3 separate regions of the Mus musculus genome follow, and regions 1 and 3 are each linked to region 2. Evidence: chromatin contacts called from public Hi-C data. All regions are on one chromosome and are shown on one strand. Each heading gives the region's core, a stretch centred on a gene start, on an enhancer-like site or on the middle of the called end of the contact. The rest is flanking DNA. Distances are from core to core; before and after follow the strand shown. Region 1 overlaps Sash1 (SAM and SH3 domain containing 1). Region 2 has its middle 28 kb from the start of Sash1. Region 3 has its middle 25 kb from the start of Gm51794.

Region 1 (3,830 bases), core at 637-3,136, 110 kb after region 2:
TTCAAAGACGTCACCACAGTAGTCGGTAGCTGGCTTCCTGTCACTTACCCTACTGTTTTCCAACAGTTTGCAGCTTCTGCGGCACTGTATGCATGCACGCATTCCCCTACGCATGCCCATATGGCCTTCGCTTTACCCATGACTGGCTGATAGGCATTTGTATCGTTTTCACCTTTGGTTTCTGGGAAGAATGCTACTGTCACCGTTTGTGTGTGGGTCTCTGTGTGCACAAATGTGTTCTTGTCTTCATCAGCTTGGTTAATATATATATATATATATATATGTGTGTGTGTGTGTGTGTGTATATATATTTGTAAATGTGTCATATAAACAGAAAGAAAATGTACTTTTGAAAGAGAATTTATTATATTGATAGTGCAATTATTATATTAAGTCTATTAATAATAGACCCTTGTGTCTGGTTCTTGGTAACTTACCATCTAACTCTTTTAGAAACTTGTAAGAAATTATTCCCTTTGTAGTATAGTATTTCTCTACAGGCATGGTTGTGGGCGTGGCTCTAGGAGGGCGTTGGGGCTTCCCCCGCCTGTGAACAGGGTGAGTTGTCTGGTGTCATGTAGACCTTTCTGCAACAAGACCAGGGTTCAGCACTACCTTCCTGGATGTGGGAGTTCACAGGTGGAGAGGTTCTTCATCCTTGGAAGTAGAACGTATTCACTAAAAAGAACAAATCAGGGCCTGAGATAGCTAGGAAATCCAGGTCAAGCCGTGTCCTCTGGAGCTGAGACTAATGCATCCTGTCTCTACATCCTGTTTGTGACAGGGATGTGGGGTGGGATGGGCCACCAGTATTCCCATGAGGCACAGGCCTGCATGCTCCAGGCCTGGGTCTGAGGAAGTCACATGAGTTGTGCCCTTGAACAAGTTAACTAGTTATCCTGCCTGTTTGAGATGGGCTGGCTTCTCTGCAGTCTCTCTGTCTTGGGAGGTGGACACAGTACCATAGAGAACCAGGACGGCCTGGGCTATCATAATTCGGTCCTCGTACTGTAGTCAGCATAGGTTAGGTTCCGGAGATAAGTGTGTTGGACCAAAGCCATGTATTAGCATATGGGCTGTGTGTTCTTTTGCCTTAATAGTTTTGCTAATTACCATGTATGTGAAGGCCAAGGGCATAAGGGCAAGGTCCTGTCCAGGAGTTTGAGGGAAGGCTCGCCCCGCTCTGATTCATCCAGGACAGCTCACCAGTCTGGGCTTTCCCTTGTACACGTCCACCTTGCTGGGATGAGAAGCCTCTGGAGGCTCCTTTACTTCAAGTGCCTTCCATTTGCTGACCTCAGTGATGTTGGGGTTGCCTCCGTGGTTGGTATGAGCTCTAGAGCCCAGCAGAATCTATACCTGAACTTCAGCTCTGCTAGCCTCATGATCAGAAACAGTGGGTTTGAAATTTTTAAGCTTTGAGCTCCTAATAGATTAGTTGGACACAGTAACAGGTCTTCCCAAGGGCTGGCCCATACCCAGCATAGTACCTAGCTTGTCCCCTCACCTTAGGGGGCTGTGCTGCTCCCAGCAGAAGTCCTTAGGGCATCTGTCATGGATGGGGCCATACACAGAACCAATCAGTGGCCACTTAAACTTTCATTATTCCACCTGACTTTGTTTCCTTTCCAATTTCACAAGTTGGAGGAGAAGCTAAGAAATCACAGCCACTTTGCTGGAGCCCAATGTGCTCAGCGTGCTGAAGTCTGTGTTTGTGCGTTTCTCTGTGTCCACATGTGTGCACGCCATTGCGTGGCATATTTGAGGGGCTCGACATTCCTGAATGCAGGGACTGGGGGATGGACAGCAGCTGTACTAATGTTCCCTGCCTCAGCTGTTCCTGACCGAGAAGGCTGTTTGTTGCTCTTCATTCTGTCTGATCAGTGAGCTCCAGCTGGCCTAACCCCAGCTGGAGGCCACGTGCCCGGGTTGCTTCCTGCGAGGTGGCAGGCTGTGTGCTGCCATTGGAGGGGGATGGGCACTGCAGCCAAGGATGTTTAACACATAGATGTGGCTGCTGTCTGTCCTCCTGCCCTAGAAGTGAAGAGAATATTGGGCCAGTGCTGAAGGAAGGGAAAACAGTTCACATCTATATGCAGGCTACAGGCAGAATAAGAGGGGACTTGACTGGAGTTTACCAAGCGATCCATGTGCCTCTCTTTCCTTTTTTAGATTTATTTATTTTTGTTTTATGTGCATGAGTGTTTTACTTATATGTGTGTAAGTACACAGCACACTTTCCTGGTGCCTGTGGTGGTCAGAAGAGAGCATAGGATCCCCTAGAATTGGAGTCACAGATGGTTGTGAGCCACTGTATGTGTGCCGGGAGCCAGCCCCAAGTCCTCTGCAAGAGCAGAAAGTGCTCTTAACTGCTGAGCCATCTCTCCACCCCCCACCTCCATCCTGCATATCTCTTTTCACTTTTTTTTTTTAAATTATTTTGGTTTTTCGAGGCAGTGTTTCACTGTGTAGCCCTGGCTGTCCTGGAACTCACTCTGTAGATCAGGCTGGCCTCAAACTCAGAAATCTGCCTGCTTCTGCCTTCCAAGTGCTGGGATTAAAGGCGTGTGCCACCACTGCCCAGCTTTGTATATCTTTTTAATCCTGCTAACTAATCTATAATTTGGATGGGCTTATAGTTAAGGAGACCAAGGTACAGAAAGGTTATATGATTGCTAAGACCATGAGACTTGGCCGAGGAAGATCAAAACCTCCTATCCAGGCCCATTTGTCTGCAGGCAGCAAGGCCTTCCTTACTTCTTGGAGAATAAAAGAGTAATATCCTTTGGAAAGACCCTCGATGGGCTAGGCAGCTAATAAGACTTAATTTAATAAACACTGCCCCCATTTCAGGCTTATGCACAAACCTACGAGATCCCGGAAGTAGGAAGATAGAAACAAACAGTGATAGGCAGCGTGCAAAGCATCATGGGAAAGAGGAGCCGGGGAGGACTTTGGAGGGTGGGCATTTAAGGCTGTATAACTTAGGATCTCAGTGAGGCAGCATGCCCACACTGTATGCTCTTCTGGGATTTGACCACATGCGTTAGTAGGGGCTGGTTCCATAGTCTGGGTGAGGCAGTTCCTCCACTGTCAGATGGCATAGCTTGTAATGTATGCATGTAAAGTGGGAGAAACAAGACAGACTGCAGCCAGCCAGGATGGGTGTGCGTCCACAGCGTCTGTCAGCATCCCCAAGGGAATGTTTAAATCCATCCTCGAAGAGGACCGCAGGAGTTTTTGGTATCTTTCCCCACCCCCACCCCAAGTCAACATGCCTCGAGTCTGTAAGTCAACAGGATTATGAGCGACACAGACCAGTTGCTGTCCCAGGCTGCCCAAATCCCAAGGGAGCAGCAGTGACACCTGCTAGCCACGGCTGGTCTTCATGCCTGTGCTGACCTTGAAGGGCAGAGAGAAAGTGGCTCCCTCCACCTCCGCTGTCTGCACCTCCCAGAAAATGCCGCGGTGGCCCACCCCGGAATCCATGAAGGGAAGAGAATTCTAGAAGATTTGATGCAGTGGAGCTGTGCCAGCCTACTCCATGTCAGGTTCTTAAGGAGGGAGCTGAAAACTCCTGCAGGGTTTCTCAGCAGAACAGAGAAGAAGTGAATTCCAAGCCCAAGACAGGACCAGCAAGGCTGCTTGGAGAACGTCTGCATTCGCATCTGGCTCTTGGTGGGCCTTCAGAAGGTAGCCCAGGAGGCCCACAGTGTGGGAAGGACCATTATTGGTGAGAAGTGGATGTCCCATGGCTTCAGTGCAGCCTGACTCAGTGGTGGGAAGCCTGAAAATCTGAAACTCGCCGGGCCTCTTTTAACCCGTGCTTG
Region 2 (3,661 bases), core at 1,097-3,596:
AGTTCCAGGCCAGGTGAAGCAGCATAGCAACCCCCCTCAAAACATGAACAACAGCAAACACATCAAAGGACACATAAAACCAAACAAACAAACAAACAACCAAAAAACCCACTAGCACCAAACTCTTAACTCGGATTTTTTTTTTTTTTTTTAACTTCAGGGAATAAAGAGGGCGGAGCACAGAGTCTGTCTTGCAGGAAGCACAGTTCTGTTTTTCCAGGAACATGGGATCTGTTTTGACGGTTCTTATTCTTATAGATGAAAGAATTCAAAATACAGTGCTCAAGGAAATGCTAGGTAAAATGTACTGGAGGAAGGAGGAGGAGGAGGAGGAGGAGGAGGAGGAGGAGGAGAGGAGAGGAGAGGAGAGGAGAGGAGAGGAGAGGAGAGGAGAGGAGAGGAGAGGAGAGGAGAGGAGAGGAGAGGAGAGGAGAGGAGAGGAGGAGAAGAGAAGGGGGAGGAGGAGAAGAGAAGGGGGGGGAGGAGGAGGAGGAGGAGGAGGAGGAGGAGGAGGAGGAGGAGAGGAGGAGAGCCACTGACAGCCAGTCAAGCTGATGACCTCAGCAGCAGCCAAGGGGTTGGGGAGGGAATGGAGAGGAAGGAAGAAAGCTGTGCTTTGGGGTTAGAATCTGAGAGTCAGGCTCAGCAGTGTAATCTGTAAGCAGCTACATGGGTGGAGTAGGGTCTTCAGAGGGAGCAAATGCCCAGAATTTCAGGGTAGGAAGGCTGCTGTCTGAAAAGAAGGGCAGAAGGAGAGAAAAGAAAAAAATCATTGAGTATTGGGTGCCAAATGTACTAAATTATTTTCATGCAACTTCTCCTGGCATGAAGTAGTTATTAAAAACAGTATCATTCAATTTCTGTAAGACCTACACAGCTCTTATGTTCTGGGCTGGTAGAGATGAGTAAAGCCAGAGGTGGATGCATAAGTAATTTGGCCACCTCCTGTACATCAGAAGAGCCCTTTGGAGTTATAAGATCCATCCTTCACTAATTTTAATATAAGATCTACTTCAGTCCTTGTGTGAGAGAGCTAGTGAGGCAAATCTCAGAAACCGGCTGTTTTCATTCCTTCATGGGAAGTACAGAGCAAGGCTCGATAGGGGAGGACTGAAATCATACAAACTGAGTTTTCTAACCACAAGGGGATTGAATTATTGTAAGTCAATACCAAAGGGAAATTTGTAAATATGAAACAATGAAATCTATGATGGCCAAGGCATCAAAGAAGTTATCCCAGGGAAATGAGATGTTTTGAGGTGAAATAAAACAATGTAGCCGCTGAGCTGCAGGCAGGGGCTGTTATAGGCTGGATGCCCATTGCTATCTCAGAAGCTGGGTGTCAGCTGGGGGTGGTGGCGCAGGCCTTTAATCTGAACACTTGGGAGGCAGTGGACCTCTGCGAGGCCAGTCTGGTCTACAGAGTAAGTTCCAAGACAGTCAGAGCTACGCAGAAAAACTCTGTCTTGAAACAAAACAAAAAGAAATGGGTACCTCTTAAATCAAAAAGTAAACATTCTACTTCAAGAAACATGAAATGATCACATGGGTGAGTTCACATTTATAATACTAGCACGTGGGAGGCTGAAGCAGGAGGAAAATAACAAACTTAAGACCAGCTTTGGCTACACAGTGAGATCTAGGCAAGCTATCATCCCTGTCTCAAAAAGAAATAGAAAGGAAAGGAGACATTACAGAAACAGAAGAAAAAAAACCCTCAAGATCTAGCACTAAAACCTCTTGGTGTCTAAAAAAAATGTTTTTCAATTACTTTTATACTTTTATACTATGTGCTAGTAAGTTTGTGAGTAGACAATTCTTTGGCAGGATCGTTTTATATCGATATTTGTGGGGCCGGGCTTATTTTCTCAAGTCCTTCGTCAGTATCAGCCTAACCTAATGAGGCCATTCCCAAGGAAGTCAACAATTCCACTTATTCTTGAGGGTTGTGGTCAGGAGCCATCAAAGCTCTTGCATGGTCCTGAACATGTTTACTTTGAATACTGTTTCTGTCAGGACGCAAGGGATGGTGCTCTCTGTTTGACTACTTTCAGGAGGACACTTTTCAATAGAGGTGTGAAGAGAGTAAGATAATAAAAGACAGGACATTAGTGACTTTTCTCACCGAAGTGATCAAATGCCTGACCCAAACAACGAATGGGAGAATTTCTTCAGCTCACAGTTCAGGAGATGAACACACATGGTAATTGGAAAGTCAGAGATGTACAGGTCTGTAGCAGATGGTCATACTGCAGTGGGAGCCCTTTTTTTGTGACTTACCCACCAGCTAAGTCCTGTGTTCTAAAAGGTCCACAGCTTCCCCTCAAACAGCACCCCCTGCTGGGGATGAGCATCTGACACCATCGTGGATGGCAAGGCACCAGACACTAGAAACACCAAAGCAGCCTCTACTGTCTCCAAATCTGAGAGCACAGTTAAACCAAGAGCCTGGGCTAGGTGCTACCCTGATTCCTCATATGTGACGGTGGAATAACAACTTCTAGAATATCAACAAGCACGGGATGCAGAGAACAATAGATATAATGGGATGTTTATAGGCCCTGCCTCTTCCCTGGCAGCTTCTGCATCCTCTGCCACTGACCCAAGCAATGGAAGGCAGAAGAGCATCTCCAGGACCATCCTCCCAAAGGAGAGAATGGAGACGGTCTGGGGGCAGATGGAGACCAACCAGCTTAAACTCTGGATACATCAGAGACAGGGCCTCTAAGCTCCAAGCTTTCAAGCGACACCTCAGTAGCCTCTCTTAGACCATCCAAAAAACTTCACCCTCCTGCCATGCCCTCTGCTGCTCTTCTTTCTGATACCTTGAATATCTGAGGGTTTCAAAGGAAGTCAAACAAACAAACAGACAAACACTTCCTAGGTTTCTTCAGGAACTTTGACCTTGCTGAGATAGGGAAATGCCCCTTCCTATTTATAGCCCTTCCGTTAACTGAGTCAGGAAGCCAGTTCTTTACAGTTTTATAGTCTCCACTCCCTAAAATCGCAGGCAGGCTTAATCTGAATTGAGTCAGGGTTAGCTTTCTCACTTCCCCCTGAGGAAGAGACTGAAAAATACAGCACCCAGAATCCTCTATCGAGTTCACAGAGAGGTCTTTAGTGACCAGTTGCTATTTCCTTTACTTGAAATTTAGATGTAGCAGGAGGAAGTTGTATAAGAACAAGCTTCAGTAGGGCCAATAGGATGCCTCCGTCCAGAAACTGAAGCAAGGGCAAGAGTGAGTTCCATCACTGGAACCCATGTAAACAAGAGAACTAACTCCACAAAGCTGCCCTCTGCCATTCACCTGTAGGCTGTGGCACATACTTGACCACAGACAACACACACACAAGCGTACACACACACACACACAAATAAACATAATCAAATTTAACTTAACTTACTTTTAAAAATTTAGAGAACCAGGCAGTGATGGTGCACGCCTTTAATCCCAGCACTTGGGAGGCAGAGGCAGGCAGATTTCTGAGTTCGAGGCCAGCCTGGTCTACAGAGTGAATTCCAGGATAGCCAGAGCTATACAGAGAAACCCTGTCTCAAAACAAACAAACAAACAAACAAAAACCTAAGAAAAGAGTGTCTTCAGTAGGGTAGGGCTGGGCTGTAGCTCAGTCGGTAGAGTGCTTGCCTAGCACATACAAG
Region 3 (3,861 bases), core at 592-3,091, 70 kb before region 2:
TTTGTAGAGATGCAGTGGATCATGATTGGAAGTTTGGGGTAGAATAAAGCTATTCACCACATGACTTGTATAAAAGCAAGAAGGAAAAACAGGACGGGAAGGGGTCCCACAATCTCCATGAAAGGAACATCTCCTGCTAGAGCCTGCCTCTGAAAGATTTCACCACCTCCCAATAGCGCCACACTGGGAACTTTACATGTGGACCACTGAGAGAGAGACACAGCAGGTACGGAGGAGAACAGCAGATCCTAACCATACATTTGTGTGACTATGGGTTTTGGAATATGAGTTACCATTCCAATATATTTGCTACAGCTTCGGTCACTCTGGCCCTTACAAGAAGTGACCTGGAATTCAGCCTCCATAATGCTTCATTTTCTGAGTGACCATCAAGAAAATGTTTTCTGAACAGTTTTTAGTTTGGCTTGGGTTTTTTCTCTCTTTTCCTATAGAAAGGAAATTCTGTAAGAGTAGAAACTATATGTGAAGTGTTGAGTTTCACCTCCCTCCAGCACAGTAAGCACTTGGGAAATACTTGGACAGATGTTCAAGGTAGAGGATGTGCAATTCTTCTTTAGCCACAGTATAAGTGGGAAGATATGTGCTTTTATCCTGCAAACAAAAAATGGAAACCCCGGGGCTGGAGACATGACTCAGCCGTTAAGGGCCTACACTGCTCTTGCAGAGGAGCTAGATTTGGTTTCTAGCACCCAAGCACAGCAGCTCGCAACCATCTGTAACTCCAATTGTGTGGATCTGATGCCCTCCTCTGGCTTCTATGGACATGGTGCACACAGGTATATACCCACACCCCAACACATATTGATACATATAACTAAAAATAAATAGTTCTGATGTAAACTCTTTCATCATTTCATACATAAGTACTCAAGTTTCAACCCTTGACACAGGAGAATTCAGGTTGTCACCCACCTTTCCCTGAAGAGATGCTATGATTTGGAGCACAGAGGTTTGCCTATGTCTGCTCCTGCACAGCCCAAGTGAAGACCCAAGCTAGCACCTATGAGTGCCATCATAACACACAAAAAGGCACAGCGCTTACCTGAGCGTTAGACACAGACAAAACAGGAAACATGCAATTGCAAGAACTATTCCATTTCAAGCTAGTGTGGCCAGGCTTGAAAACTATGAGATGATTTATTCACTGTACTCTGAACATATCATTGAGATGCTCATGCAAAATTATATTATGAATAATTGAAGAAGATTAGGGGTAGGTACTTACTCTAGCAGAGTTTTTTGATAGGAACTATCTCAAGTTATTTTAGAATTTGTGTATACAGAATGCATTTTTCAGATATATATATATCCCCTGATGGTATTGCGATCTAATCGTACTTTTAATAGTACTGAATATTTTATTTATCTATTACTTCTAACACTTAGGAAGCATCCAAAACTTCAGAGAGGTAAAAGTGTTAGGGAAAGTACAATTCCTCTTCTTCAATATATTATGGCCTAGAGCAAGGATTGGGGCACAGCTTGTGAGTAATCACAATCTGCACATGTGAGCCACTGCTAAAGGAGTATGGGATGTCTCAAGGATGCCGCAAATAAGATAGAATAGAAGTAAATATGTATTCTGGCTGACACTGTCAGAGAAAGGCCCATCAAAGACAAAGCAATGAATCTGGTCAAGAAGTTCTGGAAGGTGACTTCCAGAGAGGGACAGAACTAGGTCACAGAATGGTTATCTGAAGCCTGGAGCCAAGTCTATCTTCAGGTAAATGTTTAATGTCCCATCAGCCCTTGACCTCAGTTCTGTCCTCTTCAATGTTTTATTGGCATCATAGAGAAAGGGTTTGCAACACAGAGCAAGCAGCAGCAGATAACAACCTGGACAACAGAGTAAGGATCCAAGAAAACCAGTCATCACTAACCGAGGTCTCAATGGGCACCAACAAAATACAAATTTAGCGGGCCAGGCGTGGTGGTGCATGCCTCTAATCCCAGCACTTGGGAGGCAGCAGCAGGCGAATTTCTGAGTTTGAGGCCAGCCTGGTCTACAGAGTGAGTTCCAGGACAGCCAGGGCTACACAGAGAAACCCTGTCTCAGAATAAAAAAAAATTTTAAAAAGGTACAAATCTAGAAATAAAGGGAACACTTTTTCCAAAATTATTTTAAGATTTATTTACTTTATGTATGTGGGTGCTCTATTTATATGTACATCTACATGCCAGAAGACAGCACCAGATCATACTATAGGTGATTATGAGACACCATGTGGTTGCTGGGGATTGAACTCAGGACCTCTGGAAGAGCAGACTGTGGTCTTAACAGCTAAGCCATCTCTCCAGCCCCAAGGGAACATTCAATATTTATTCAAAAGATTAAAAAAACATTATTGCCTAAGAGCCAGGTACATTGATCTGGCTTAACAATTCACACAAAAGAGATTCATAGAAACTAAGTGGATGACGTATGAACTGTCAACCTACAACTCAATGCAAACTGTATCCATTTGGTTCAAAAGCCATTCATTCAACTAATATCTTTAACTTAAATATTCTGAAAAAACACTCCTCTGTGAGGAAATGAAGATATAAAAATGTAAAATGACTCTCATCCCTGGGACATGCTTCATACAGGGGATGAGAATAAATGAACATAACAGGGATATAAATAGACAGATAAGTGCACGTCTGCAGAAGCTGGCGAGGTTCCTCATTGGTTAAGAGCACAAACTGCTCATGTAGAGGTCCCCACATTGGATGGCCCACAGCTGCCTGTGGTACCTTCTCCAAGGGTCTAGTGCCCTCTTCTGAATTCAATGGGCACCCACATACACATGTATACAAACACACACACACACACACACCAGTAAAGAATAAAAATGAATCTTTTCCTTAAAATATAAATAACTCAGAATAACAAATAGTTCCAGTGAGAAAATTCTAATCCAATTGTAGGCAAAAAAAAAAAAAGTCTTGAATTGAACATCACATTTTAGAGAGAATCGCTGAGATGTGATTTAAATAGTATAAAATTCACAGATTTAAAGTGGACAAGTTCATGGAGTCTAATGCAATGCCTCCAACAGCACTACAGTCTATACGCTAAAGCATCTCTATCATGACTAAAGAGCTCATGTTCCCATTAGCAGTCATTCCCCAGACACCCACATCCAGTCCCTAAGCAACCATTAACATACTTGCATTCTTATGGCTTCCCTACTCTCCATCAATACTACCCCTTTGTCATTCCTTTTATGACTTTTTATGTTCTGCATGTCGGTCCCAAGGCAGATGTATGATTCCTATCTTGTTCCTCCGATTCTACAGGTTGTCTTCACAGTTTCTTGTTTGCATTGTCTGTAACAGGAGTGTCATGGTATTAGGTATATTTGTGTTTATACACATGTGGATATCCGATTTGTGGCATCATCGCGTTGCAATATCCTTTCTTTCCTGCTTTAATTGTCTTGACACCCTTGTTAGCAAGACATTGGTCATTTGTATTAGGACGTATCTCTAGACACAATTTTTTAAAATATTTTTATTTTTTAGTTATGTGACTATGTGGTTATGTATATATGGATATGTGGACATGTATGTGTGTTGGTCTGTGCAGTCCAGAAGAGGATCCCCTGGAGCTGAAGTTATTATGGTTGTGAGTTACCTGATGTGGGTGCTGGGAACCAAACTCAGGTCATCTGCAAGAGCAGCATAACTTTTAACCACCCAACTTTCTCTCCAACATTTTGCTCAAGTCTACAGTTGGACTTGAGTTACCAATAGTCTATACGAATGTGATTTTAATTTTTGGCATTTTTTATTTATTATTGTTTATTATTATAGGTACATATGTATGTGTGGAAGTGTGTGTGTTTGTGTATATGT

The links. Hi-C and Micro-C count contacts between places; a contact is called where the count stands out from the background.
Region 1: a Hi-C map of liver shows a contact between it and region 2, with 1.8 times the contacts expected there. The contact joins two enhancer-like sites. A contact is called at or near these places in 5 of 484 Hi-C or Micro-C datasets (the N1E-115 cell line, embryonic fibroblasts, forebrain and 1 more) and 4 of 115 datasets of contacts at active chromatin or transcription factors (embryonic stem cells, heart atrium, kidney and 1 more).
Region 3: a Hi-C map of liver shows a contact between it and region 2, with 2.5 times the contacts expected there. The contact joins two enhancer-like sites. A contact is called at or near these places in 2 of 15 datasets of contacts at CTCF or cohesin (large pre-B cells and liver), 22 of 484 Hi-C or Micro-C datasets (the 63-12 cell line, B cells, CD4 T cells and 13 more) and 5 of 115 datasets of contacts at active chromatin or transcription factors (the HPC-7 cell line, bone marrow-derived dendritic cells, embryonic stem cells and 2 more).

Annotation. Positions count from the first base shown.
Region 1 is chr10:8,802,562-8,806,391 of GRCm38.p6, reverse strand. All of the region lies in intron 4 of Sash1 (SAM and SH3 domain containing 1), which reads left to right. Among named protein-coding and RNA genes, the nearest start is that of Gm25410, 20 kb to the left of the region's middle. Within about 2 kb of position 1,886, at least 70 of the 459 cell types and tissues checked have an H3K27ac peak or open chromatin away from gene starts, as enhancers often do. A contact at or near this core is called in liver, where this site is marked.
Region 2 is chr10:8,911,791-8,915,451 of GRCm38.p6, reverse strand. It overlaps a transcript of Sash1 not described here. Among named protein-coding and RNA genes, the nearest start is that of Sash1, 28 kb to the right of the region's middle. Within about 2 kb of position 2,346, at least 40 of the 459 cell types and tissues checked have an H3K27ac peak or open chromatin away from gene starts, as enhancers often do. A contact at or near this core is called in liver, where this site is marked.
Region 3 is chr10:8,981,496-8,985,356 of GRCm38.p6, reverse strand. No RefSeq gene overlaps it. Among named protein-coding and RNA genes, the nearest start is that of Gm51794, 25 kb to the left of the region's middle. Within about 2 kb of position 1,841, at least 2 of the 459 cell types and tissues checked have an H3K27ac peak or open chromatin away from gene starts, as enhancers often do. A contact at or near this core is called in liver, where this site is marked.